Linked DNA regions of Mus musculus: all the other regions are linked to region 3. The links are chromatin contacts, called in public HiChIP or PLAC-seq and promoter capture Hi-C maps. All regions are on one chromosome and are shown on one strand. The core of a region is the stretch at or near the end of the contact, and the rest is flanking DNA. Distances in the headings are between cores, read along the strand shown. Region 1 overlaps Dscam (DS cell adhesion molecule). Region 2 overlaps Dscam (DS cell adhesion molecule). Region 3 holds the start of Dscam (DS cell adhesion molecule). Region 4 overlaps Dscam (DS cell adhesion molecule). Region 5 overlaps Dscam (DS cell adhesion molecule). Region 6 overlaps Dscam (DS cell adhesion molecule). Region 7 overlaps Dscam (DS cell adhesion molecule).

What was found. Promoter capture Hi-C pulls out the DNA fragments that hold promoters and counts their contacts. HiChIP or PLAC-seq counts read pairs in DNA pulled down with a chosen protein or histone mark.
Region 1: an H3K4me3 HiChIP or PLAC-seq map of embryonic basal ganglia shows a contact between it and region 3, with 2.9 times the contacts expected there. The contact joins the enhancer-like site here to the promoter of Dscam in region 3. A contact is called at or near these places in 5 of 39 promoter capture datasets (cranial neural crest, embryonic stem cells, frontonasal cranial neural crest and 2 more), 7 of 115 datasets of contacts at active chromatin or transcription factors (bone marrow-derived macrophages, embryonic basal ganglia, embryonic forebrain and 4 more) and 2 of 9 other capture datasets (adipose tissue and embryonic stem cells).
Region 2: a contact with region 3 is called in a promoter capture Hi-C map of second pharyngeal arch cranial neural crest, with 3 times the contacts expected there. The contact joins the enhancer-like site here to the promoter of Dscam in region 3. A contact is called at or near these places in 12 of 39 promoter capture datasets (the 3T3-L1 cell line, cranial neural crest, embryonic stem cells and 8 more), 5 of 484 Hi-C or Micro-C datasets (ECoMG myeloid progenitors, bone marrow-derived macrophages, cerebellum and 2 more), 9 of 115 datasets of contacts at active chromatin or transcription factors (VIP interneurons, embryonic basal ganglia, embryonic forebrain and 6 more) and 3 of 9 other capture datasets (adipose tissue, embryonic stem cells and pancreatic islet).
Region 4: an H3K27ac HiChIP or PLAC-seq map of VIP interneurons shows a contact between it and region 3, with 3 times the contacts expected there. The contact joins the enhancer-like site here to the promoter of Dscam in region 3. A contact is called at or near these places in 12 of 39 promoter capture datasets (the 3T3-L1 cell line, cranial neural crest, embryonic stem cells and 7 more), 3 of 484 Hi-C or Micro-C datasets (the N1E-115 cell line and cortical neurons), 6 of 115 datasets of contacts at active chromatin or transcription factors (VIP interneurons, embryonic forebrain, embryonic hindbrain and 3 more) and 1 of 9 other capture datasets (pancreatic islet).
Region 5: an H3K27ac HiChIP or PLAC-seq map of oligodendrocyte precursor cells shows a contact between it and region 3, with 5 times the contacts expected there. The contact joins the enhancer-like site here to the promoter of Dscam in region 3. A contact is called at or near these places in 4 of 39 promoter capture datasets (the 3T3-L1 cell line, cranial neural crest and embryonic stem cells), 2 of 484 Hi-C or Micro-C datasets (cerebral cortex and cortical neurons), 11 of 115 datasets of contacts at active chromatin or transcription factors (astrocytes, bone marrow-derived macrophages, embryonic basal ganglia and 8 more) and 1 of 9 other capture datasets (adipose tissue).
Region 6: a contact with region 3 is called in an H3K4me3 HiChIP or PLAC-seq map of embryonic forebrain, with 5 times the contacts expected there. The contact joins the enhancer-like site here to the promoter of Dscam in region 3. A contact is called at or near these places in 11 of 39 promoter capture datasets (the 3T3-L1 cell line, cranial neural crest, frontonasal cranial neural crest and 6 more), 20 of 484 Hi-C or Micro-C datasets (the N1E-115 cell line, bone marrow-derived macrophages, cardiomyocytes and 11 more), 16 of 115 datasets of contacts at active chromatin or transcription factors (SST interneurons, VIP interneurons, astrocytes and 10 more) and 5 of 9 other capture datasets (adipose tissue, embryonic stem cells, liver and 2 more).
Region 7: a contact with region 3 is called in an H3K4me3 HiChIP or PLAC-seq map of embryonic basal ganglia, with 4 times the contacts expected there. The contact joins the enhancer-like site here to the promoter of Dscam in region 3. A contact is called at or near these places in 10 of 39 promoter capture datasets (the 3T3-L1 cell line, cranial neural crest, frontonasal cranial neural crest and 6 more), 12 of 484 Hi-C or Micro-C datasets (the N1E-115 cell line, cerebellar granule neurons, cerebellum and 7 more), 10 of 115 datasets of contacts at active chromatin or transcription factors (SST interneurons, VIP interneurons, astrocytes and 7 more) and 2 of 9 other capture datasets (adipose tissue and embryonic stem cells).

The regions. Positions count from the first base shown.
Region 1 is chr16:96,777,628-96,780,472 of GRCm38.p6, forward strand. All of the region lies in intron 10 of Dscam (DS cell adhesion molecule), which reads right to left. Among named protein-coding and RNA genes, the nearest start is that of Gm32509, 60 kb to the left of the region's middle. Within about 2 kb of position 1,539, at least 8 of the 459 cell types and tissues checked have an H3K27ac peak or open chromatin away from gene starts, as enhancers often do. A contact at or near this core is called in embryonic basal ganglia, where this site is marked.
Region 2 is chr16:96,871,578-96,874,294 of GRCm38.p6, forward strand. The region is part of intron 3 of Dscam (DS cell adhesion molecule); the gene reads right to left. Among named protein-coding and RNA genes, the nearest start is that of Gm32432, 9.5 kb to the right of the region's middle. Within about 2 kb of position 1,429, at least 4 of the 459 cell types and tissues checked have an H3K27ac peak or open chromatin away from gene starts, as enhancers often do. A contact at or near this core is called in second pharyngeal arch cranial neural crest, where this site is marked.
Region 3 is chr16:97,169,400-97,172,187 of GRCm38.p6, forward strand. Dscam (DS cell adhesion molecule) reads right to left here and starts at 1,336. Exons shown (of 33, transcript NM_031174.4): 1 at 835-1,336. The coding sequence starts at 877.
Region 4 is chr16:96,729,056-96,731,755 of GRCm38.p6, forward strand. All of the region lies in intron 11 of Dscam (DS cell adhesion molecule), which reads right to left. Gm32509 (a long non-coding RNA gene) reads left to right here. Exons shown (of 3, transcript XR_385103.4): 2 at 1,299-1,564. Among named protein-coding and RNA genes, the nearest start is that of Gm32509, 12 kb to the left of the region's middle. Within about 2 kb of position 1,451, at least 9 of the 459 cell types and tissues checked have an H3K27ac peak or open chromatin away from gene starts, as enhancers often do. A contact at or near this core is called in VIP interneurons, neural progenitor cells and pancreatic islet, where this site is marked.
Region 5 is chr16:96,752,724-96,755,423 of GRCm38.p6, forward strand. All of the region lies in intron 11 of Dscam (DS cell adhesion molecule), which reads right to left. All of the region lies in intron 2 of Gm32509 (a long non-coding RNA gene), which reads left to right. Among named protein-coding and RNA genes, the nearest start is that of Gm32509, 35 kb to the left of the region's middle. Within about 2 kb of position 1,253, at least 25 of the 459 cell types and tissues checked have an H3K27ac peak or open chromatin away from gene starts, as enhancers often do. A contact at or near this core is called in cerebral cortex, neural progenitor cells, neural stem cells and 1 more, where this site is marked.
Region 6 is chr16:96,844,747-96,847,507 of GRCm38.p6, forward strand. All of the region lies in intron 3 of Dscam (DS cell adhesion molecule), which reads right to left. Among named protein-coding and RNA genes, the nearest start is that of Gm32432, 36 kb to the right of the region's middle. RefSeq lists an enhancer at 854-2,761. Within about 2 kb of position 1,510, at least 27 of the 459 cell types and tissues checked have an H3K27ac peak or open chromatin away from gene starts, as enhancers often do. A contact at or near this core is called in SST interneurons, embryonic basal ganglia, embryonic forebrain and 2 more, where this site is marked.
Region 7 is chr16:96,672,025-96,674,933 of GRCm38.p6, forward strand. Dscam (DS cell adhesion molecule) reads right to left here. Exons shown (of 33, transcript NM_031174.4): 20 at 1,641-1,774. Among named protein-coding and RNA genes, the nearest start is that of Gm32509, 45 kb to the right of the region's middle. Within about 2 kb of position 1,392, at least 22 of the 459 cell types and tissues checked have an H3K27ac peak or open chromatin away from gene starts, as enhancers often do. A contact at or near this core is called in VIP interneurons, cerebral cortex, cortical neurons and 3 more, where this site is marked.

The DNA of each region.
Region 1 (2,845 bases), core at 289-2,788, 390 kb before region 3:
GCTATACTTCTGTCTTCTTAGCATTCCAAAGTACTTCAGGTTTAAGAAAAAGTTACCTTCTTATTTAACAAAATTTATTTTTGATTCCTGTTAGTTTTAATAAGGGTTTGGTGTTGAATATTGTTTCTCTTTCATGCTGGAAATGAAACTTTTCTCCTATTAAAGTAGATTGCATTGTAAAGTATTGGTTTTATAAATTATAAGATAACATATAGAGAATGTATTCCTTTCTAAAAGGAAAAAGGATTTTACTGAAACTTAAAAACAAGAGAATAAGCAGCTCATGCCTTTATCCCAGGGCTTGGGAAGCAGATGCAGGTGGTTCTGTGTGAGCTTCCCAAGGGTGCTTACACACACACTCACACACATACACACACACACAGAGACACATACACACACACATACCTACACACATACTCACACACATACACACACATACACAATCATACACACATACATATACACACATACAGTTACATATATTCACACATACACACATGTACACACAGACACATATAGACACACACACATATACATACACACTACACAGACATACATGTACACATACACACATTCACACACATACACAGACACATATGTACACGTATACATACAAATACATTCACGTAACACAGACACACATGTATACACATTCACATACACACATTCACACACATACACACATACACAGACACATATGTACACATATATACACAAACACATACACATACACACATACACACATACACAGACACATGTACACATATACATACAAACACATTCAGACACACACAGAGAGACACACAGACACACATATACAAACATTCACATACACACAAACATACACACACAGGCACATATCTACACATATACACACAAACACATTCACATACACACATACACATGTACACATATACATACAACACATTCACACACACACACAGACACATATATACACACATACACATACAAACATACACACATACACAGACACACATGTACAAACACATTCACGTACACACACATAGATACACACATATACCAAACACATACATACACATACAGATAAACATACACACCAGACTAAAAATTAAGACATCTCAAAGAGGTATGGAATTTATGAACTATGTAAAACTTGGTTTTAAAAATTTTGAAATTATAGTGAAATTCTTGTTGGCTTGGAGAAAGGCAGAAGATTGTTCATACCCACAATGCATACTTTTTACTGTCCTCAAAGAATTTTCACTAGAAAAACACTTTAAGTAGTGGAGACATTTATAAAGAAGAATTAAAAAGTAAAATTTACAGCACTGCCATGCTCTCTCAATTGAATGGTGGCAAAGAATGATCTTTTAATTCCTATCTGGATGGATGTGAGCCTGTGCATTATTTAAAAGTCTAATGAAAATGGATTTGAATAACATTAAATCTTTTCTTCATTGGGAAAAAAAAATGAGCCCAAGTTGAAGGGACACAGCATGCACAGCTTTGATCAGGCCTGCTACAAGGAGCAAGAGCTTGCTGTTAGCCAGTCTATTCACCAAGAGGACACAAAAGCCGACACTCTTCAGATGTGACAGACGTGGGCTTCACTGAATTCTCAGTCCTCTCCCTCAGAGTAATCATTACTCCACAGGGCAATGTTTAAGCCAGTGCGTGCAGTCTGCAAATCAGCAGCTATCTTAGCATAGGGTAAGCACGTTGGGCAGCAGCTGTTAGTAAGAGAGAGCGGCCAACTTTCTGTGGCTAGCTGGGGTTGGGTGGGGATGGTTCTAAACTTCATCACAAGAAATGAAATGTTAAGACATTTTATAAGTCACAGACTGGATTACCAGTGGTGTTAACACACAGAAGACCTCCCCTATTTGCCGGGAAGCTATGCCTCACTGCATGCCCGGGTGCCAAGGTTGTGGGAATCACACATAGGAGAATGACACAGGAGGCAGGTGGCAAACAAGGTACCTGCTTCATAGAGTTCTGAAGTTTTGCTGATCATAGAGAACGCATTTGGCTGAGAGTTGGAAAGATCTAGATCCCAGTGGCCTCTGACCAAGCCAATGGGGCTTGTAGACAAATGGTTGTTACTCCTTACATCTTTATACAGAAAATATTTACATCTAAGATTTTGATAAAGACGAGCTTACAAAAATGTGAATGTAAATACCTACAGTTCATATCTAGAATAGATTGTTCAAAGAGCATGTTCATAACTAGCTATCAAGGTGGAGTGATGGATGAGGTGGATTGAAGCACAGCACAGTGGGAGAGGGAGTCTCTCTGTTCCCTTGACTGTTCTCAATGGAAAGCTGCAAGCAGCTATGCTTTCTCCTCCCTAAGGACCAGAGTTTGTCCCTTTCATCCTAGTGGAGAGGGGTGTTTTCTTGAAGAATGAGTGGTTCTTACTTCAAAGAGAAGTTTCCTTTCCTTTAGAAGAGCTGCTAGGCTCCAAGTGTCCCTCTCGGATGGACTGTAAAACATGGAAGTATAAGATGAAATCAATCTTTCCTCCCCAGGTTGATTTGGGTCATGAAGTTTAACCAGGACCTTGGTTTATTTCTGTCTTGTGAGTGAGGGGCATTGAAAATGACTTGGGAGGAGCAAGGAAGGAGAAGCCACCATTTACTCCACAGGGTGTGCACTGGGAAATGGCAGACTCTGGACACAGAATCATTAGTACCCTTGAGAGCTGCCTGTAAACCATGGCTGCAGACATGGATATGAGCAGCTTCTCAAGACACCTACCCTTGTCAACAACTATAAGACAGCTTTCTTTTTCTCTGTCTCTCCCCAGGTGCCATGCTCCCAATTCCCATGGTAAATTCCCCCCTAGCACTGCACTACCTAC
Region 2 (2,717 bases), core at 179-2,678, 300 kb before region 3:
TCCACGGATAAATAAGGCACTATGAAAACTAACCCTGATCTAGCAGCTCTTCCCACTGTAGACCACAGTGTTGGAATTTTCATGTTGAGTATCACATGGACAGATGCAAGAGAAGCTGTCAGCTTGTTCTGTAACCGATCACCGCTTTAATGGAGTTAACTGTGTGGAAAAGACACAAACATGGGGAAGAAAATGGCGAGAATGGGGATCTAAAGGCAAAGATTGCTACAATTCCTCTGGTGACTACGTGAAACTTACAACTCTGTGAGAGGGAGTGCTTTTATTTTCCTGGGTTCCTTGAAGAGAGGTAGGATGGCCACAGGTTAAAGAGCTGCCTCCTTCAGAAACTTGGCTGTGATTTCTGTGCCAACAAACAGAACAGCTCTGTCTGTGTATGCACAAGGAGGGTAGGGGGATTTTAACACATAGTACATACCCTACCTGCATCCTTCCATACTCTTTTACCCATGGATTTAGACCAAGAGTAATTGTCATGGTATGAGCACCATCATGTGACCTGCTCACACCCAGGGCAGCCATGGATAAGAAGTCCCTATAATTCTTTTGGTGGGCTCAGATAAGACCTGCAATGGTTTGGATATAGCTTAGATGTATCTCCCAGGGTTTTCACCTGCTGGCAATTTGATCCCCAAAGTGGCCACATGAGACATGATGGGATGAATTTTTAAGAGATGGGATCCACTGCTGGGGTGGGGGTGGGTGGGGGATGGGGTAGAGGTGGTGCGTAATTAGGTCCCTGGAGGCATGTCAACCTTGGAAGGGATTAATGTGAGTCTTGGACTTTCAGACTCCACAGCTATAAGGTAAGTGAGCCTCATTTTATAATATGCTTATCCTCAAGTGGATTGCTTTAGCAAAAGAAAGCAGACTCAAGAACCAGAGGATATCTCAGCTTTGTAGTCCAGTGAAGTGGATCTAACATTTAAAACACAATTCATTTCTAGTCTTTAACAGCGTATATCCAAAAGGTCAAAAATGTGTGTTGACATATTTACATATTTTATCCTTGTGTATTTGAAAGCCTTATTTGAAAATTAGTATATGAAGTCTAACTTTAAAACATCTTGTACACTGTTATTTTAACGATTTTTAGATAACAACTTGCTAAAACCACATTGTTGATTTTTTTTTATTCTCTCCAAATGTGACAGCCTCCAGCTAAATTCTCAATGTTGCAGGTTTTAAAGTCTTGCAGAGAAATCACACTTTCAAATATGCCATCAACATAACTGGTAATAAACCGCACACACATGTGTGTCTGTAGACATAGAACGGCGTGGCCTAATCAGGTCCTTTGCTAAGTAATTATCGTGACACCATTTTAGCGGCAAAGGTTAAGCATCTTCATCTGAGTGGAATCTAAAGAAATGAGTCTTGATGTGGTAACTGCCATTTGTCAGCATTCGTGCAGAGGCTGTTGACAGGCTCTGGTCTCCCTGGCAACACCACAGCTCCTTTTCTTTTGCAGTAACCTTAGACACTAACGAGACATGCAAGTCCACAGGGCATAAAAGGTATTTCTAATCTCTTTCTACATTTTTGACTTGACTGGGCAGATGCACATAAAGATTAGCTGGAAGCATTTGAAGCAAAGGGGCACTTGCTCCCCAATTCTGACTCTGTTCATGAACATACTAAGCATATGTATATGTATATGTACATGTACATGTGCATGCATATAAAATGAAGATATGTATGCACATATAAACATATACATATATATGCAGATATGTATGTATATATATATACATATATATGTGCACATATATCTTTATTAATAAAACACACTATTAATTTTATCGTTATTATCTGAGAGAGAGATTTAAATAATAAATAGTGCTAAAGTAAATAAGTAAATTAGATGGAGCCCAGGCATAAAATATTCCTAAGTAAAATTGAACTAGTAAAGGGACCTGTGTGGGGTTTCAGCATCAGCCAAATGTACCTCAAGCATCTGACATTGATGTGCTACCGAGGTTAAACAAAAACAAATAGCAACCAACCAACCAACAACCCCCCAAAGAAAAACTTGAAACCATCAAGAGAATAAAACACAAACATAACTTAAGCTCATCTGAGCAAAAGCCTTCAATGAGCTCCGACCCCAGGGCGCTGGACCCCAGGGCGCTGGCACAGGCCTGGGCGTGGACGAGGCAGCTGAAGGATATGTCGGCTTTACTTTTCTCTTCACTTACACCCTAGAAAGGCCCAGGCCATGTTCCCTCCACCAAAGTGGGGCCCACATCTCTTTTGGAGCAGTCTAATTCACAAAATACTGTATGGCTTTTAACTCTTTGAAGATTTTAATTGTGTCTCTGTTTATACTGTTAAAATTGAATATATAAATTTCTCCACCCAAGACCCTCTTCAGATACATTCACATTTCAAATGAGGCCTTTGCAGAGTCAAGCACCCCTTTAAAAATCATGTGAAACCTTCACCTTCAGTGTCTCAGTCATGGGCTCTATTTGGAACCAAGGAGTAAAAGACTTTAAAACACTGAGGAACAAAAGTGAATAAAATACTGGAAGAAAGGTGGCCTTCAAGCCTGGTAAGGTAGTCAAATCTTAGCAAGACTATGGGGGGTGCATTCGAATCCAGTGACACTGGTGTCCTTAGAAAGGCTTAGTAGAAAAACAGATGCATGTAGAGGGAAAGACAAATGAGAACACAGGAAGAAGATGGCAGGAGGCTGG
Region 3 (2,788 bases), core at 86-2,585:
GGAGAGAAAGCCATTCATACATGTAAGTTCATATTTACACTGTGACAGGCAGCCTAAGGTGCAGACACACTTACTAATTGGGTCTGACTCCATCAAAAGCCATAGATTCTAAATATCAGGAAGAAAGCATCTCAAAAGGCTATACTGAGCTGCGCATGAGGGGGAAACACCATGTACAACATTCACCAATTTCACTTTTATAAGTATACAGGTGATTTTTAAAAAATTTGTCAACATTACAGATGATGTAATGCCTAGCAGTGCATATTTTTACATACACTACTGCGAGGAACATGTAGTGTCCAGGGGACGAGGGGGATGCAGACAGACGCATCTTTCCCACAGCCTTCAAGGATAAACTGTAGCAGAATTAAAGCGGAGGCTTTAAGGCTCAAGAGTGCAGAACCTGAGGGCTACTGTCTTAATTGACCCCTGCACCTGCCTACGCTCCTAACGCCATGTCCTTTTCTGGTTATGATATTCAAAGTGGCAATGATCATCTCCCTTCTCTTCTTCCCAAACCTGCCTGGCTCTGATGAGGTAGCTGTCTAGCTCTGGAGTTAGGCTTTGAGCTGGCACTTGGCTAGCTAGCTAGGTAGGCTGCTTCCAACGATTGCAGAGCGATGCCTCCCCGGCCTCCTATCAGTATCGCCTAACCTCTCCAAAGCAATGCAAATATATTTTTTAAATAAATAAATAAACGCATGCACGAACATTCCAACCCGGATAGGAAAGGAAAGGGAAAAGACTTCACCCATGCATTCAACCCCCTACACCGCACCCATCCCCCGGGCCCCTTCCCAGACAGGAATCAGCACAGACCGCAAGGCTCACCATTCGCGAAGCTCTGGAACAAGGAGAGAGCCAGTATCCACATGCCCCTGCTGCTGCCCGGCCTCCCGCGAGCCAGCGAGCCAGCGAGCGAGCCACGCGCCGGCCTCGCCCCCCGCGCTGCGCTGCGCTCCGCCGCGCCCGGCCCGGCTCCGCTTGCTGCCCGCCACCTGCCCGGGGGCCGCCCAGCCGCCCAGCCGCGCTCCCCGCTTGCTGCGCCCCCGCACACCTGCTCCCGGGCGCCGCGCCCCGCGCCGCGGACACAGCCCAGGTGCGCCGTGCGCTCGGCTCGGCTCAGCGGGCCGCGGGCAGCCAGGCGCGGGCGCACAGCCGCAGCCGCGGGCGCGAGCTCATGCCGGGCGCCCCCCGATGCGCAGCGCGGCCAGGCGGCGGCCTCCCGGGCGCCGGCCTCACCCTCCGCAGCCAGGCAGCAGGCGCGCGGCCAGGCTCATCCTGCTGCGGCGGCCTCGGGCGCCGGGTCCCCTGTGCTGCCCTTCCCTGCCTGAGCCCGGCGGGCCGCGCGCGGAGGCGAGCGGGGACCCCTCCCCTGCTCTGGCCGCTGGGGCGCTCTGCAGTCTTAAAGCAGCAGCAGAGGAGTGCGGCGGATCACGCAGTCGGCGGGACCCAGGGCTCAGAGGCTCAGAGGCTCAGAGACGCGTCCCCACACAGCCCATCGTGTGTAGCTCTGTTCTTGCAGGTTGTTAATGAGATGCGGCCGGGGGCTGACCACTCCGGAAGGGTGCCAGCTAGGCAGAGGTGACCGCGAGGCGTTAGCAGTTTTGATGCGATGTGCAGCAGGATTCGGAGTCCGTATTGACTCCCTGAAAAGTCTAGTCCATCTGCCTAGAGGGAAATGCTGCCTTGGAGTCCTCGCGGCTCCTGGGAAGAGCTCTCTGACTTCACTGGCTGATTTTTAATTATCTTTAATACATACTAGGGTGCAAACATGAGCGATTCTAATTTTGGTCTCTGAGTGGTGTATAAAAACTGATTAAAATAGCTGATAGTGCGTATTGAGTCCCAACATGCAACCCCTTTCTTGGCACAGCAGACCATGGCCTAAATGGGTCTCCAGAAAGATCTTGAAGTAATGATACTATTTCAACAAAGGCCCTTCAAAAAGCACATATCCGTATCTGGCACTTTACAAAATAATGACCCACAGAGTCAGAATGTGCCCTGATTTAAAGTCTAACATTGAATGCACACGGCCAGGACTATGGACTGGGAAAGCTTTGAGGGAAGGCAAGAGAGGACCATTTCATGGGAAATGGAGATAGTTTCGCAGACTATCAGGCATCTTCTGCCTGAACTACATGTGCACTTACAGATTAGGCACCCCTAAAACGGCTCACAGAATAGCCCAGAAAAGCAAATGTTGAGGCAGAAATAAAATGGTGCTTTACCAGGGCTGGGCACAAGATGGCCAGGCCCTGTGTTAGGAAGGGTCAGCTGAGCCCTGACGCCGCACTGGCTGCCATTGCTCTGCAGCTGTAGGTGGTCACGTGCTGCCGCCCACTCAGGCTGCGCCTCCAGCTCTGCCAGCTACACACGAACCCCAGTGTCCTCTGCCTTTGCATGCAAAGGGTGTTTCTTCACTCCCTGTTCCTCAAAGCTGTGCTCCCTGGCAGGCAGTGGGCCTGATTTCCCTCCCTGCATTCCTGTTCTTTTAGGGCACAATTCTTCAGGTACTCCAACCATCTTAAGGCTCAGCTGGGGCTTGGTAGCCAAGCACTCAAGACAAAGCTGAGGCAGACAGCTTGGAGTCAAACCACTACCTCCACTTACCAGTTCTAAGCATACGTGTGCGTCTCATGAGTGTTCCTGCCCTGGCATACAGAATGAAATCATCAGCACTTCTAACTATAATGGTTGCGGTGTTCTGCAGCCTAGGCCTAGTGCCTGGTTACCATGGCCAGTGGTGGCTAAGGTTCTATATAGCTAGGCTAGCTATATA
Region 4 (2,700 bases), core at 201-2,700, 440 kb before region 3:
CAATAAATAAAGTGGAGAGAGACCTAGAATTGTCAACCTCAGACTTTTACCTCTATGCACACCCATATTTGCATATGTGCACCCATATGTGTACACTAAACACATGAATGTGTATATACAAACATGCACATACATACAGATCAACATCTTTATATCATTAAGTCCATTTGCTGAATTTTATCCTATGAAATTGACTACATGCATGTGCACAGTTTATTCGGAGGGTCATTTCCTATAGCCTGGCAGTGATCACAGGAACCTGAAGCACATACAACACAAGTGTTTATAGATATTTAAAGATGTTGTCTAGACAAGAGAATACTTGTTCAAGAAACACTCAGAACTATATTTAAAACTCATACACATGCCTGTGTGTTTGTGGTAGACCTTACATCACAGGAGAAAGCCTTTCTTCCTGCTTTGTGGGGTGTGCTCACATGATTGTCTTTCTGTGTCCCATTTAAATGGTCAGGCAGGCATGATGCATATGCTTGTCAGCCCAGAGCTGAACAGAGGACTGCTGGGGCTTGATGGCCAGCCAATCTGGTCTAATTACCATCATATCAGCAAGAGAGCTTTCTCAAAGAGTGGAAGTCCTCCTGGAGATGACTTCTGAAGTGTCCTCTGGCCATAAGTTCACATACATATGCACTTACAGTAGACACACACACACTAATAATAATAATAACAAAATAAAACTTTATGATATATCATGTACATGGAATGAAAAAGTACCTGCACACAGAAGAATCAAATTTTATGTCTGTTTATGTTGGCGGGGGAGATGATTCACAGGGAGACTGGCAAAGGGCTTGCACCAAAATGTAAGGGAGCCTGAGCTTGGACTCTAGCACCTATGTGAAAAAGCTAAGTGACATGCAACATGCACTTGTAAGCCCAGTGCTGGGGAAGTAGAGGCAGGGGGGTTCTAAAGGCTCACTGGCCAGCTAGTGTCACTGAACTAATGAATTCCAGATTCACTGAGAGATTCTACCTCATAGAATATGTGGACTAGAACTGAGAAAGTCACTTGACTTTCTCACTCATGTGTGTACATACCCACCCCCATACCAGCACACATACAAGAACATGTAAACATACATGCAAAGTGCTTTTATGAGTTCTATATTTCTTTTCAACACATCTCTTTGTGTATATTCTATATCATACATGAATAAAGAAATAAAATTGAAATATCTTAGAAGAGGGCACACACCACATCCTATTCAATTTCTACATTTTATTCTTTCTGGTTTACCTGAATCCTTTTATAATAAACACATCATTTCTCCAAACAGAAAGAAGAAAAAAAACTATCTTGCTTTTGGGAAGAAAACCAACTAAACCAAAAAACCCGTCAAGCTTAGTGGCTCGTGTGCACGATTCCCTCCTGACAGGAGCTGAGTACTCAGCAGCCCTGAGCCCAAGCTGAATCGGAAGTGTCAGCAAACCCCTGCAGACACAGGGAACTGCAAACTGCTTTTTCTGATGTCAGGACTTCTCCTCAGGGAGCTCACTCTGCTGCATTTGCTCATGGCCAGAAGACTCATCCGGCAGGAGAAAGGTGGGAAAAGGTTCTAGTTCCCCATTTCTTCTCACTGCTTCAGATATCAACCTCATACAGTCAGCCTGACACTGGAGGGGCCTCTAGGAGCAGCATGGCTGACATAGGAAGCATCCTTCTTACTGGAACTAAGTAAAAATCTACAATATAGATAAGCCCAACGATAAGGTCTAAGCTACCGTGACTTCTCTTGGGAGGCTTGGAGAACAAAGGAGCTGGCAGCTAGATGAGGGGGTGCTATTCTGAGACCTGCAATCAGGATTAATTATAGTGGTGATGTTCTGTGGACTCAGAGAGGAAGCCTTAGCCACTTGGACAATGAGTGATTTTACCCCACATCTTCCGTTGCTGGGGACCTCAGTTGGTTGCTATGGTGGATGAAGTGAGAGCACCTGGTTCTGCCTTGACAACATCCATGGCAGGAGGTTGCCAAGGAAAGGAGAGAGGGGAGGGCTAGTGAGGGGACTGATGGTGAGTGTGGCTAAGGCCAGACCCTGGGACTAGCCCAGCATGTCGGGCTTTGAACCAACCAGTCATGAGGAGGCAGCATCTGGTCTGAGAACTGGCTTCACATTTTCTAGAATCTGTAGGGACACATGCACCTGTAGGCTTCCCGACCTCCAGTAACTGTCATCTTGTCCACTCTTAGCTTTATGGTTTGGTTTGGGCCAATTGTCCATAGTTTGTTTTGAGATAGAGTCTAACTCTGTAGCCCTAGTCTTCCAAGTGTTGAGGTTACAAGTATGACTCACCATCCCTAGCCTGTGTGAACTATTCTAATGATACCTAGAGTACCATTTTTTATGATTTCTTCTTCACATTCCAAAAACCTGAAGAATAAGTACTACATGCTAACTGATTGCGCCACTGAAGCATCTGCTTGAAGGGTGTTTTCAATCGGTCAGCATGCTGTCACATGACCCATATGAAACCCCTCCCTCTGGCTAGTCCTGTGTCCCAGACTCAAGCTTGGATGGATTCTTGGACCTACAGCCAGTCAGGGACTTGAACCTTTAACGTTTTATATTAGAAATTTTCCAATCAGATTTTTCCTTTTAGGATCCATGGCCATTAGTCTAGCTCAAGTCTCAATCAGCATGCCCGGGCTGGAGCGTGTCATTCCTGGATCTAACTCT
Region 5 (2,700 bases), core at 3-2,502, 420 kb before region 3:
CGATAATAAGCCTGAAATCTCATCTACCCAGGAGACTGAGATAGGAAGACCTCAAGTTTGGAGCTAGCCTATGCAACTTAGCAAGACCCTGTCTCAAAATACAAATAAATATATAATTAATAAAGAAGGCTAGACTTGCTGCTCAGTGATACAGTACATATATAGAACCCATAAGGCTTAGAGTTTGATCCTCAGAACAACAAAAAAAAAATCACACCTACATTTCAGCATATATATGCTCATATATCAGAAAGCATGTGTGTTCTGTATTACATTTTCATGACAACACGGGGAGACATTAGAACCCTTTCTTGTACCGTTAACTGGGGCAAAACTCGGTGACTGCCTGGGTCAGAGACCTGTAGCAGAATCTTTGTCCTAAACTGCCTCTTCAGTTCTTAACTTTACACCCATAGATGGTGCATCCCTCAACCCTCATCAGACAAGCTTCTTTCAGCAGAGGATGGTGAATAACATGGTAATCTACAACAAGTCAGTGTGTGGAGAATAACAGACAGTGGGATGTTCAGCTCTAAATGAAGCATCTATATCTCACCCACCTCCAAGGCTCAGGGATCATTGCAGAAGAGGAGCAGAAAGAGTTTAAGAGCCCGGGGAGTGGGTGTCTGCTGTGAACCTGAATTTGCCATGCATGACAGTGCAGTTACACATGTGAACTTATAGTAGCTGTGACTGCATTACATAAGAATTGTATAAGACCAAGTCAGCAAAAATCCCAACATGAACCAGGGAGAGACTCACTGAATGCCTCCTCCCTCAACTAAGGAGTTCTTGGCGGCTATGGGAGCATGGAGAGTCAGTTTTTCTTCATGGATGCAGGCCTGAAAGCATTCCAATGTTCCAGTAGATGGCCCTGTACCCATGCACATATAGGCAGCACTAAGAATGGTGGGCATTAGAAGAATGTTTTAAAAGGAAAGAACACATGAAGTTGGGAAGGGAAGTGATGAAGGGGTAGGGGAAGAACTAAAGGAGAGACAAATAGGGTGGAATTGATTTAAAAAACACACACACACACATTGGATGCTTATATGAATTGGTAATTTGAGACTCCTGCCCAGTGCATCTTATTCCAGAGTGTGACTAGTAGAGAATTCTGCATGCTCACTCAGCACTCTCGTCCCCATGGGGGGTGGGGTTGGGGGTGGATATTCTCCTTACACACTCAGACAAATGAGCTCAGATAGGGCAGCTCAAGTCGGGAAGTGAAATCTGGGCCATCCCTTACTCGTGAGAGCCTCTTTGTAAGCAGTAATACACAGACTTCCGTTGTGGGAGAGCTAGCTGGATGCTTCAGGGACATCCAAGCCTGCCAGCAACCAGCAGGGATGAAGGAGATGTTTGAGTGCTAAACTCTAGCTGGCAGGTGGGCTGGCCTCAGTGGTCTCTGTTAGGAAGAGGAAGCCAACAGATGCACTAAGTAAGGGAGATTTATTTCTAGTCCCTTCTCCCCAGGAAGGAAGTAATTTATATATTGTGCCCAAATAACAAGGCCACCCAGCCCGAGCCTCTCTTCTCTATGCCCAGCCCAAATCCAACCAGAAGGCTGAGAATCCCTAACCCAGACAACTGAACTTCCAATCCATCTGGTCACGAGCATTTAGGGCAATGGGTACTCAGCTTTCATTGGCTTTGCATGCCATGAAATGTGGCTACTCTTCAGTGACATCCACCTGAGATGGAAGCACAGTCCCTGGGAAGATTAAAAGCCTTTCCACAAGTGTCTGGAAGCTTAGCCCTTTCAAGTGATAGCATGTCGGTGCTCTCCTCGCCTGAGCCTCTGACAGAGATATCAGGCCCCGCATGAGGTGACAGTTCAACTGACTGCTGTGGAGAGAACAGCAATTTCTCTCTGAAGAAAGGGTGGATTCATGATGCACGTGACACGTCTCATTCACCATCTAATTGTCAATCTTTTAAACCCTCTCCATGAATGACTTCAGAGACAGAGAACCGTCATGTGTCAGTGCAGAATCAGGCAATTATAATGGATTTCTGTGGCTCCTCACCAGCCCTGCAAAGTCTGTCTCAAAGGGCTTTCAGCTGAGAAGACTGCACCATTTCAGGATGTCAGATTCTAAATTCCCTGATGCTGAAAGGTTATTTGTTGGTCTTGTAAAAGAGAAGGAATTAGTAGGTTCCCTTTCCCCACTTTTTTTCCAAGTGAGGAAAAGGCAGGACACCCTGGAAATAGAATACTGGGCTACATACATTTCCCAGAATGGGTAGAAAGGACAAGGACAGGCAGCTGACCATTGCTGAGAGGAGGAGCAGGTTTTTTCCTGGGTTCTGGTTTTTGGAGATAAACTTTCTAAAATATGAGTTTGTTATCTCGGCAACACTAAACCAAGAGACATCATCTAGGTTTTTAAGGGACAAATAATTTGGGGGCGGGGTGTAGGGAGAGAAATGAAATTCATTTCCTACGTGAGGAGGCTCAATTTTCAGGCAGGCAGGTGTTCTGTGGGAGTAATAGTTTATTCTCATTTAGAATTCTAGAGGAAACTCCAAAATACCCTTGATACAGAAAGAACTCACTAAGCTTTCCACAGAAGGCATAGTGAATGGAAATAGAGAGCCCTTTGTCTGACACTGCCAAGAGTGGAGGATGCTGGTACTGAACCATATCCCATCTGCCGAGCATAGTCCCACGAGTCCCTCCCCACTGCTTCTTTTTAC
Region 6 (2,761 bases), core at 260-2,759, 320 kb before region 3:
ACCAGGATGATGCTATTTCCCTGGGAGTACTGTTGCATGAAGTGTGGGAAAATCTGGGCTGTGTCACAATCTAACTATGCAAGATCCTCCATTAGCCATAACATTAAATAACCTGCTTGCAACAGCTATCAATGTATAATGTACACTTAAAAGACACTCTCAACTATTCCCCAGGACAAAATCAAAGACTAGGCTAAATGGAAATATGCCACATGTTCTAAGAACAGATGATTTGATGTTGTGAAAGTGTCAATTTTCTGAAAATACAAAGAAAGCAACTCATCTTCCTCCATTTCTGGACAAAGCCCAGTTAGAAGTCAACTGCATTGATGTCAATTAAAGCATGCTATTTCCATCCAGGAGACTAGAAAATTCTAAAGATATTTGAGAATACGTAATCTTGGTGGGGGGTAGAGGGAAATAAACATGTCTTATGGCATATAAACTGGCGAAACATTCCTGGGGAACCACTTGTGTGATTATTTTTAGTTGTAAGTACTCCCTATACTTCAACCCAGTGGGTCCTCTCCAAAGGCTCTGTCCTAAGTAAATTCATAGATTTAGCTATATAAAAATATAACTCAAAATACTCTTTCTGACACTTCAGAAAGAGTAGAATGAAATTTAGGGGTATTGAGTTAATTAGTAAGCTCATACTCATAGTGGTTAAAAAGGATAGTAAGGTAGAATTGCCAAAGTTCTGGAAAGATCTTCAAGGTAATCTATATGATACATAATGTACTATATATGTGCATATATAAATATAAATTTACATATGCAAATGAACAGAGGTACAGAAGTAGCAGATACTGAAGTGAGTTGGGGGAGGAGCAGACTACATTCTCTTTCTTATGCCCCCATTCCTTGCTATCACAGACACTGACTGGGGCAGTCTGCTCCAAGAGGAGTCAGTGGGTGTGGCTCACAGCATATGCATTACAAAGCCCTGGTAACTTGGAGACACAGGAGGATCAGGAAGGCTAGGGTGGCACAGACGTGTCAAAGGTGGCCTAATTTCTCTTGTTTTCCAGGCTAGCCCACTGGTGGGCATGGATGTAGCAGAGAGAAACACTTTCAACATTTCTTCCATCTTTGTCATCCCTGCTTTCTAAACACCTAAGCAGCCATGTTCCCACCTCCTTATCCCCGCTCAGCTGTGGCCGCTTCCTTCCTGCCTGACTTTGCACCAACTGCATCACCATTGGCCTGTGACAGCAGCTTCTCTTTTCCTTCCTGTTCCTGTCCTTTCCTGTTTACCTTGTATTAAATGGCTGGGTATTCAGGAAGAACAAATCTGAGGTGCCCCCCCACACACACACAAAATAATAATAATAAGATCAGGAAATAAGGCATTCTGGTTCAGGCAGTGACCTCCCCTCACCAGAAGGTTGTAAACTGTGATGTCAAGGAAGGGCGGAAGGGTGACATTGAGGCAGCCCAGGCACAGCCCAGGCTAAGCTGCACAGAGAAATCACTGAACCAGTAGTAATGGTGCACCCTCTGTAGTTGGGGGAGGGGAGCATGTGGAACCAGCTCAAACCCTACCCTGGCTTCTAAGTCCAGAGTCATCTAGCATATGTATGTTAAACACTCCGAGAGCAATCTCACAAAGACATTTTCCTCCTGTAACTAAGACTTGCTCAGTGTACTTCTCCCACAGTTAAATGAGGCTCAATTACACACTGCTAATTTAAGCCCGCACACTGCATTCAACTGTGCACCTAATTACCCTGTTTAGTTTGTTAATGATCAGAGCTTTGCCTGTGCAGATCTTAGAGTCTGCCATTAATCTTTACTCTAGTTAGATTTCTTGTGATTTTTTTTTCCAGAATAAATCCTTCAGAAAATAAAATGACATTAGACTTTTAAAAAAGGGATTATTTAAGGATTAATAATAACAACCAATGAAACTCAAATAACTGGAACAGTACTCGTTGGTTTACATGATGAGGGGACACTTGTCAGTCACTACAGGGCCACTCATGTCTAGGAAGAAATGTTTCAGTTAGAGGCAAGAATAGCAATTAGACAAAGGAGAGAAAAGAAACAGAGGACTGCACAGAAGGACAAAGAAATGAGCCTGGACAGAGGAGAGTGCTTCCCCAGGAGGGAGGGGGCCTTGTCTGGTGTCTGAGGATTAGACAGTCAGGATGAGACACAGAGAATGTGTCTGGTTGGAGAAAATTATGGAAGTTTCATGGGCTTAAATTAAGATATATTTTGAAAACACAGACTCCAGGACAGAGTGTTGGTCTGGATGCTAGGGTGAGGGAGAGGATAATGGGAAGTTTTCTCCTGGGATCTGGGGCATGTTCTTGCACATGGTGGGCTGTGTAAGAGCCACCTCTACTCGGTGGGGAGGATGACAAGGAAGGACAGAGAAGGACTAGGTCGGGTAGATTAGTGTTTAAAGACAAGTAAACAGGCAATGTTCCCTGAGGCTATGCTGGAAGGACATGTTTCCTGTGGGCAATATCTTCCAGTTGTGATATGCACTTTGCCATGAAGAGTGGAATCACCGACCTTCAGGAAATAAGTAAGGCTGGAGATCATTGTGTTAAAAGTGCCCTCCAAAAGACCCAACAAGCAGCTGAAAGAGTCAGATGCAGTTATTTGCACCCAACCAATGGACAGAAGCAGCTGACCTCTGTTGTTGAATTAGGGAATGCTGAAAGAAGAAGGGTGATCCTGTAGGAGGACCAGCAGTCTTAATTAATCTGGACCCCAGAGATCTTTCCAACACTGGACCACTAAACAGACA
Region 7 (2,909 bases), core at 142-2,641, 500 kb before region 3:
AGATGGAACCCACACCTGATACTGTTAATGAGGCCGATAACATGCGATTAGATATGTCATGGTCCTGGAAAAACCAACTACTTTTCTGCAAAATCAACACAGCAATGAAACCACTCCTGATGACATATTTTATACCCACAGGTCACTGCAATGTTCAACCTCCCTCAGGTTAAACATCCTGATGATGCGTTTTGCATGCATGCATGCCTGTGCACCACCTGTCTACTTGGTGCCCTTGGAGGCCAGAAGAGGACAGCAGATCCTCTGGAACTTGAGTCACAGGGTATTTGGGCTGCTATGTGGATGCTAAGATTCGAACCTGAGACTTCTGCAAGAGAAGCAAGTCGAACATTACCCAGCTAAATAATAATCAACACAGAGATTCACAACTGGACAGTGTGCAGAGAGTGCTCCACTTTGGAGCCCTCTGCCCTAAGTGGACTGTCTTTATCAAATTCCTTCCTTCAGGGCTCAGAGATCTTTGTGGGACAGGAAGAAGAACGACTGTAAGAGCCAGAGGGGTAGACAACTCTAAGAAAACAGTGTTCCAGACACAACAAGTCCGATGCACATATGAACTCAGAGATAGTGGCAGCACAAATAAGGCCTGATGCACAGGTTGAAGTCATTTTCCCTCCCCAAGTTGCTTTTGCTCACAGTATATATCAATAGAAACCCTACACAGTAGCACATGTACTCAGCCAGACTGGATGCCCACTAAGTTTCAAAGATATGGCTATTTCTGCCTCTCCAGAGCTGGGATTATTTGTGTGTGTGTGTGTGTGTGTGTGTGTGTGTGTGTGTGTTGGGGACCAAATCTCACCCCCCCCCCCCGCTTGCACAAAAACACAGCTGAACCACTTCCATAGCCTTCTACATGTTTTTAAGTTTTATGCCAGGAACAGGAGATAGATACAAAGACGGATTAGGCACGATTCCTTCATTTTGACAGTGCCTTAAAATCTTTGTGAAAACATTGTAAATCCAAATCGTTCTTTTTATATTTTCCTTTCTCCAAAATTCCCTCTTTTTCTGATATGCCTTGTTATCTGCCCATGGAAAGTTTAAGTTGATAGTTATTATCCAGCATCATAAACAGTAATGATAATAAATAGCCCAGTTTTAAATGGTGTGTATTCTGACCTCGGCGCCTTTACTAGGCTGAGTCCGCTATTGTAGAGGGCACAGATCCCCACTGCCTTGCGCAGCAGGGGTAGCGCTATAGTACTTTCTCAGTGTGGGTTAGGGCAGAGAAGGAGGGTGGGCTGGAGCATGTGGGGGAGAAGGAGGGAGGAAAGGAGGACATTTAATGCGGAGCCTAGCAGTGCAATCAATAGGTGCTGTCCACTGACTATCAATTAAGGCACAATTACGGCCTGTGCACTCGGAGTTTGATTAAGCCGCTGGCAGTGCCTGGGAAGCTGCCAGATAAACAAGGGCTCTAGGCGAGTGCCCGCGCCCCGCGTAATAAAGCAGGAGTCTTCTGGAGGGAGGTGCAAATGAGGACTTTGCTCTGCATGTGGAGACAACATGACAAGAAAAAAACACCAAGAAGGCCGAGTGGGAGGGAGGCGAGGGAAGAGCATCCTCAGCGAGGTCCTGGGAGATGCTGGGAAAGCTATTGGTTATTCGCCACTTACGGTAGGGTAGGGATGGGAGCAGAACACTGTGTACTTCCGAATGATGCCGTTCAGCTTCAGCGGGGGCAGCCAGGACACGAAGACCATGGAGGCCGAGGCTGCCGCCGCCTTGACACCGGCAGGAGGACCTGGAACTGGAAAATCCAGGGTTAGTCACAGGGTGGAATGTAGCTTCCCATGGCTCCCCAGGTGACACTCTCTCCTCCCAGAGACTGCTCTAGTGGTCTAGCACCAGTGTCCAGGATCCCAGTGTGTCCTCATAACTGAACCATATCAATACACTGAGCCCTAACACTTTATTTGGAGATAGGATCTTTAAAAAAAGGCAACCAAGGCACCGTTTGTAGAGTGCCCAGTCACAACTGGGAAATCTATATCACTTCCTCCAAGGCTTGAGGGAAACTGGGAAAGACAGCAAGAAAAGAGCATAAGACCTGGCAGATGGGCCAGGCCCCTTATAAGAGAGACGAAGGGTTAGAGACAGTGGGTGTCAGAATCCTTTGAAGTGTCAGAATCTTCCTGTCCTCAAGTGAACTGTCATGCTGTTAGGAGTTGTGGGGATGAGGGTGGAGTGAGCGTTGGGGGTGAGGGTGAGGTCCGGGATGAAGGTTGGGGATGAGGGTGAGGTTGGGATGAGGGTAGGGGTGAGGGTGGGATGAGAGTTGGGGATGAGGGTGAAGGTGGGGTAAGGGTGAGGGTGGGGTGGGGTGAGGGCTGAGGAGCATGACAGGAACCCAATGCTGTTGTTTATTGGCTCACAACAGCTGCCCAGGCACATCCCTATATTCTGAGGTCTTAGAATTCTAGACAGGACTGATATACTCACAGGGCACAAAGCCTCCAGTTCCTACTGAAGAGCAATATGGCAGTCGGTTGTGCAAACACACACACATACCACACACACACTCTATCTCACACACACTCCATCTTTAAGTCTATACAGTCATACATCAGCATACTCTCCATGATGGTTTGAATGAGAACTGTCCCCTAAAGCTTACTGTTTGAACACCTTGGTTCTCAGTTGGTGTCTCTGTTTAGAGAAGTGAGGCTTTTGGTAAGTTAGGTGGGAAGGCTGCTGGAGGGAGCACATCACTTTGAGAGTTTACAGCCACCCACCCTCTCATCTTCCTCTCTGCTTCTTAGAGTATGACCAGCCAGCTTCCTGCTCCTGCACTGTGGATGCCCTGACTGCTGCTTTGCTCTGCTCTCCTCACCATGTCAGACTCCATTTTTTTCTGAGGCCATAGACCAAAACGAACCCTTTCT